Linked DNA regions of Bactrocera dorsalis: region 1 is linked to region 2. Evidence: chromatin contacts called from public Hi-C data. All regions are on one chromosome and are shown on one strand. The core of a region is the stretch at or near the end of the contact, and the rest is flanking DNA. Distances in the headings are between cores, read along the strand shown.

Evidence for each region. A called contact is a pair of places that touch in the nucleus more often than the background predicts.
Region 1: a contact with region 2 is called in a Hi-C map of whole body, with 2.5 times the contacts expected there. The contact joins two enhancer-like sites. A contact is called at or near these places in 2 of 2 Hi-C or Micro-C datasets (both in whole body).

Annotation. Positions count from the first base shown.
Region 1 is chr4:2,847,146-2,850,897 of ASM2337382v1, forward strand. LOC105226124 (titin) reads left to right here. Exons shown (of 9, transcript XM_049454744.1): 4 at 653-1,549; 5 at 1,711-3,207; 6 at 3,285-3,752. Among protein-coding and RNA genes, the nearest start is that of LOC105226126, 14 kb to the right of the region's middle. Within about 2 kb of position 1,321, the one cell type or tissue checked has open chromatin away from gene starts, as enhancers often do.
Region 2 is chr4:2,766,742-2,770,174 of ASM2337382v1, forward strand. All of the region lies in intron 3 of LOC105226124 (titin), which reads left to right. Among protein-coding and RNA genes, the nearest start is that of LOC125778191, 62 kb to the left of the region's middle. Within about 2 kb of position 1,595, the one cell type or tissue checked has open chromatin away from gene starts, as enhancers often do.

The DNA.
Region 1 (3,752 bases), core at 71-2,570, 80 kb after region 2:
ATTAAAAATTAAGCAAATAAAATAAAAACTTGTTTTTGTTGTTGCGCCGATTGCCCGACTCGACTACCTAACCGAACAGCGCCAGCTAGCTCTGCCTACCGCCAACAACCAATGGAAGCGCACACGCTGTCGCATTCAGTGGCGACAGCAAGCGCAGCGTAACTGCAATGAGCGCGCGTTTTTACGTAAGATTTTTCTTACAACGGTGACAGCAAAGCAAAACGCCCGCAGCAACAAAAACATGTTTAACAACCAATGTATAATGTATGCAGTCGAAAGCAACAGCAATTGCAGCGCCTGCAACTGTAAAAATATAAAATGCGCGATAAATAGTTAGTTTTTTGTTGTTGTTGTTTCTTTTCGGGTTTTCTGCGCATTTTCCGCTATACACCAACAGCGTTCTGCGTATGTTAGTACGGTTGTTGTAGCTTTGTATAGTGCAGAATGCCTTTTAATATGAAATAGACCGATGTTTATGTTTTCTGGCGGGAACTGAGACACTGAGTGTCAACTTTATTATATTTTGAAGATTAACGAGCTCAAGTTGGGCGCATTTGACTAATTCTAATGATCCATTTTAATTATAAGATTTTATTTACAACTTTTTTCACAACTTCTAATATTGCTTTGTACTATTATTGTTTACTTTCAGGCTATTACCAACCTGCCGGTCCATTGATCTCACCACACGTCCTACCAACTGTAGCCGCTGCACCACCGCCGCCTCCTAATGTGCCACTTCTGCCGACAGGTGTCACCTCTGCTTCCGCTTCTGCTATCAAGAAATCTCAACAAATACCCGCGCCGCTTAGCTCTGATCCGGAGCTTGCTGCCGGCCAACAGCCCCCACCATCGGCTACAGCCGCAGATAGCGCAGACAGTGATGTGCTTATTACCGGTGGCGATTTGACACCGTTCCGCTATCCGCCGGTCGCACATAGCGGCGCGCCCACTACACAGCACCAGCAGGTGCAGCAGCAACAGCATCAACAGCAGCTTCATCAACAAGCTGCCGCCGCTGCTGCCGCAGCTGCTGCTGCTGCGGCCGCCGCCGCTCATCAGAGCTCACCATATCCACGTTCGATGCATGCGCAGATGCACTACTCGACTGCGTATCCGGCCAACTATTGTACACCATATCCGGTGGAAGCGGTGTGCTACTCACCGCCCGCCTATCAACCCTACTTTTCGACCAAAGTCTATCAAAGCGCAGGTCCGCCACCACCTTCGACATACCGGCGCTATCCATACTATCAGCCAGGTCATCCGCCTCCGCCGGCCGAACTGTACGAACAGGGACCACCACCACCACCACCGACAGCGGCTAGTGGTGCAGCACAACCCAGTGGACCGCCACCACCAACGTCCATTCAGGGACCACCACCACCAGCACCGCCCCCCGGAACACAGCTTGTGCCGGCTGGACCGGCAGCACACGCACAGCATCTCGAACACTATCCAGGTCCGCCGGGCTATTATACCGGCTATAGTCCGGGCGGTGGCGCTGCAGGGCAGTGCTATACGCGCAGCATACAGGGACCGTATATGGGTAAGGAAAAGTATGGTTCTCACCTAATCGGTAGATACATTTGTGGGTAAGGGGTGGGCTACATTAAAAAAATCGAATATTGATGTCGTATTTTGGCTGACTACATGGCTGTTGCTTATTGTAACGCGTCTTTAATATATGTTTTTGCTTCTCATTTGCAGAATATCCACCACAGTGTCCGTGTCCAATGCAACAATCGTGTCCAAAAAACGTCCATACTGGGCCTCATATTGGTAGCAACAACGGCAGCAACAGCAACAGCAGCAGCAGCTGCAGCACGAACAACAGCAGCAACAGCAATTGCTCAACGATGAATCATTTGAGCAACAACAACAATACGTTGATGAATGGCAGCAACAGCAGCAGGGAAATCAACAACAGCAGCAACAGCAACCACAACAGTTCGAATATGACGAACCACAGCCAGAACAGCAGGAGCAGCAGCAACAACAACAGCAGCTCGATCAACAATTCATTGACTACCAGTAGAGGCCCAGTTAAAAAATCGACGACGACGACAACCTTAACCACAACAGCGACACACGCCAGCGTACCAGTAACAGCAACAGCTATGGCTTTAGCTTCAGCAACACCAACAGAAATCGACGATCTGTTACTGTTCGGCAAGCAACATACGCAACAGCATTTGGACCTGTTGCAAGCGGTTAAGTCCGAGCTGAAGTTAGAGGATTCGGACAATAAAAGCCAGTACGAGGAGAGCGTAGTACAGCCTCCAACGCCGCCTGAAAGCTATACAACCAACGACGAAAAACTCTTAGATACACTAACGGAGCAGGAGCTGTCCTCGGCGTCATTGCCGGCGGCACTTGAAGAGGCTAATGCAAAGCTGCTCTTACGCAGCGATCAAAATGACAGCAAAGTGGCAGTGCCGGTGGAGAGCCGACAACAGACAACACCGCAATACGCGGGTAATAACTGTAACAATACGCCGCCTGTGCTCGAAGCCTACGACTTGACATCAGTAACGGAGACACCTCCACCCTCCACGCCAAATTCAACAGTAGCTACCAATTGCAGCACCACCAACTCCACCACAACCGCCACCAATTGTGCCGCATTTCCGATCTTGGGGCGCAAAGCGCGTATTGGCAAGACGATGGCGCGCGAGATGGTTTACGCAGGCGCAGCAGCAAATGTGACCGCGCAGGCCCAAAGCAGTTCACAAACGCATTCGACACCAATGATACATGTACGCACGTTGCCACAGCAACCACATGCAATTGTGCAACCACAACAGCAACTGCAACAACCACCACCGCAGACCCAGCCGCATCAACAAACGCAAACACAATTTGTGACACTTCAACCGGAGCAGCTGTTGACTGCTATCACACCAAGTCCTTCACCACAAGTGCCAGCCACATTAAGCGAGTCCTTTCCAGCCGCCGAGACTGCGCAGACGCCTTTTATATTGAAGACAGAAATCAAGGCAGAAAAGATTAAGCTGGAAGACGATGAACCCCTGTTAAACGCTGTGTTGCAAATGCAACAACAACAAGAGTCTAATCACAATCATGACAAAGACAATGAGAAGGCTGAATTGAAGCTTATCAAGGCTGAGCCACTGACATTGACCTGTGAAGATGTGTCGACCGAAGTGTCTGATGTTACGGACACGCCAACATTGAAACCGTTAGGTATGTTATGACTTTGAATAAAAATGTAAAATTCCAGTTCTTAATAACCCAACGTTTTTCTTTCTCCACCTCTGTAGTTCGCATGCGTCTTTTACCTAGCTTGCAGCAGCCACCAGTAATACAGTGTGACATTGACCTCTCCACGACTTCAGATGATGATGTGCTCGATCTTTGCCACAGTCCGGCATTATCTTCTTCGGGCAGCTGCCAAAAGTCACGCCTCAAGATACTTAACCTACCCAAGGCACAACTGCAGTGTAAGAAATCTTCACCCAACGGCTACAAAAGTCTCATTAAGCAAGCCGAGCCACGCACATATTTGTGCCTGAGCGGACGAAAGCTGGATAAACGTGGGCGTTACAGTAAACTTCAGTTACGGCAATCCAAAGTAGGTGGCGTCAACGCGACAATACGCCGGCGTCAGCTGGTGCTGACCGATAAACAAAAGAAGCAACTGAAGTTGCGCAAGAAAAAGTTACAAGCGCTGGAACGCCGCAAGCAGGAGATCTTAGAAAAGCGTCGCGCGGCTGCGAAACAGGAACGGC
Region 2 (3,433 bases), core at 345-2,844:
TTGCCCACTCAGTCTGAAAAAGCTCCTGTTGGCAAAAGGTATTCTGCGTCAGATTTCGAGGCTGACGTTCTTATTTCTGTTAATGCTGGGTCCAAGATAAGCGAAATTATCTCGACTTCGAAGTTCTGACAGTCAACTGTGACTTGGCTCCCACTGTTTGTTTGATGACAGGAGATATTTCGTCTTGGCTTTTATTTTCTTTTTATTTCCTTTATTTTTAACCGCTTTTCATTGAAATTCACCATTTATTTTATAACTTTCCGTCATTAATTGTTAAGCTTTATCACGTGATTGCTTCCGCTCGTGACTCGTCTATATATTATCTACATTTCGACACACTTGGATTATTTGTTAATACTTAATACGTCATCTCAACGCACCAAGTTGGAGCCCTGTTTACTATACATATGTATATGCAGCCATTTGCTGTGTAATACGCGCGTACCACATTTGACATCATTAATTCTGGCGTTGACGTTTGTATGCTGAGCTGTCATTACAGTTGGTGCTATGCGCTGTTTAAATATAGAACATAAATAATAGCAAAATGTACACACAATATGTTCTAACAGATAGATGTGTGTGAACCTACCTCTGTTTGCATATCCGCCTGTTGCTTCGCGTACTTAGTATATTTAATATCCGCTTGTAACGCCACAAATCCGGTAGCTGGCAGTGGCATTACTAATCGAATTGTAACGGCCCCATTTGAGTGTGTGACTGATGGAATAGCACTCAACAATGCCTGCGCTTACGGTTAATACCGAATGCGTGCCTGCAACCGACTGCTAATGATGCGTGCCGTTGATGATGTGCGAAATGGTAATGAGCGAAGAGAAAAAGCGTTTTCTATTTCAACTTTTCTATTGACATTTGTGTATAATGTCATGCTTGTTGACGTTTGCTTCAGTCATAGAATGACCGAAAAAGATCCATTTTGTCGTTTAACTGTTTAGTTGGCGGTTATTCGTTTGTAACCTCAAATTATTTGGCGTCTAATCAGCAAGACTCCAGTGTTGATTTTGTAGCGTTTTGCATACAAATTTACATGCTCTAACCGTATTCTGTGTTGTTACAGAAGGTGCTTTCAAATCACATATTCTCAGCTTTAAAAGTCATTGATGATTATTATTGACGTAAATCATAAAATAATCCGATATGCTTCCATTTGACTTCTTATTTTTAAGCAAAAAAATTTATAAAGAGAACAAAGAAATCTAGCGCTTTTTCATGTTTAATAAACGCATCGTAACCTGATTATCTTAAAACAATTGCTGCGCGCACTATTTGCTCGCGCTTATTCCGTATTTTTCTATTTTGCCATGCACTTTATTATTATTAGTTTTATTTTTGCATACTTGTTCTGCGCCCTGTAAAGCTTTGAAGACAGCGCTATAGACAATAAATCATTTGCAGTTGACTCGCGCACGGCAGAAGTTATGTAAAAAAAAATGTAAGCACTGCTGAGTGCTGCTCTCACGCTCAACTGTTGCCCACTTTACACACTCTTCCCTCATCACTTTGTATGGCTGTATTTACATATGCAACCGATGCGATGCACGAAGTGCGCACCGGCCCTCATCGTTGACCAATCAAATGCTGGCCATTGCTTCGTGGCACTTCGTACATGACACACGAATGGCTACTTCGTTGACAAGCAAACACTTGAACGCTTCAAGTGCGAAAGATAAATAACATCGTTGTTGTCATCGTGCGGCACGAGACTTTGATTACTGAGCGTGCATAAATTGCTCGTGTACGTTTCACGCTCTCTCTCTCTCTTGCGCTCTCTTTCATTTTCCTGTTCAGCTGCCGTTATATGTGATATTTTTATTCCACACATTTTTGTCATTATTTGACTTCGCAGCTCTTCTCGTATTTGCTCGCTCTCTTGTGGATTTTGTTGTCAGCAAAATATTGGTTCGCTTTTGCAAATAGTTGAATTTTTATATTTATTGCTATTATTTCTCATGTGTCGCGCCGTTTGACCGACCGTTTTCGGCTAACCGACCAACCGACTGCGCGACTTCGTAGCACGTATCTCTCGGTTGGTCAGCTGCGCTAGTTGTTTTTGTTACTTTTGCTATGGACTTTGACTCTATTATAGTGTAAGTTCGCACAAAAGTTGCAACAGTATCAGCGATAACAACAACAATGCCACTTCCAAGTGTATTACCGTCACATTGCTTGTTGTTATTTGTTTATTTATTTTTTACTTGCATCTACTGCCGTTATTGTTAGTGTGAAATCTTGCCATGCTACCTCGTTCCGTTGCATTTCTATTTGGATATTAGTATTTGCAGAGCAAATTCATGTTTTTGGTATAATTTGGTCAAAATCTTATCATCGCTATGGGTTTTTGTGGTTTCGTTAGGAGATTCTGGGCAATTTTTGTTCCAAAGAACTAGAAGCAAGGGTATATCTGTGTTGACTCCAACATCTGCTTAGCAGATCCTGAGCGCTTGATCCTAACAGATAAACGTAAAGCTTAAGTATCATCGTATTAAGACGTCATGGATCTAGGAAACTTACTAGTTCCATAACTTGTAACAATATCGAATGAACTCTTCTAGCTCTAAATTTTTGTAAAATCCGCAATTCGTCCTTGAAATACTGCCCCTCATGCAAAAACGTGGTCAGAACCAGTTCTGGACAACGGTAAAAAGAGGCATTTGGAAAGTTGTATTTTGATCTTTACCTCCTTCAGTGAATTTTGTTTCGATCGACTGAGAGCGATTTCCACGTGAGGGGAATTTCAGTTCCGGACACAAGAAAAAATTATACGGAGCCAAATCTGGTGAATACCGTGGTTGATCGATGGTATTCATAACGTTTTTGGCTTTAAATTCGGTCACAATCGTGGCTCGATGCGATGGTGCATTATAATCGTGTAAAATCCATGAATTGTTCTTCTACAATTCCGGCCGTTTCAGCTTTATCGCGACGAGTCGATCAGGAACGCGTTTCAAATCCAAAATATCCACCAGAATCGTTCGAACGGACTCGCGAGACATATCTCTAACACTTGCCTCACGATTTTCAAATTCCATATCCATATCCATAGGTCATCCAGAATGAGGCTTGTGTTCAACGATTTTTCGACAGTCTTTGAAGGCTTTGTACCACTCGTAGGCTTGAGTTTTTGAGCTGCAACTTTTTTTCAACGTTCCCGAATTTATTGTTTTTGGTTAAATGAAGCTTAAAATCGCACCTTTCCAACACCATATGGTATGACACAATGTGATTGGTAGCAATGGAGATAGAGGACTGCAACGACATCTGTTGACAAAATACGAAAAGACTTTTTCGACTACCCAATACGAGTATATAGATGTGGAGCACATCGGCGCCACAGCAAGTGTTGCTAAGGCAACTAGCAGCAAGATTTGACACCGAGATGTACCTCGCAATAAGCAAAATATTAAAGAAAATA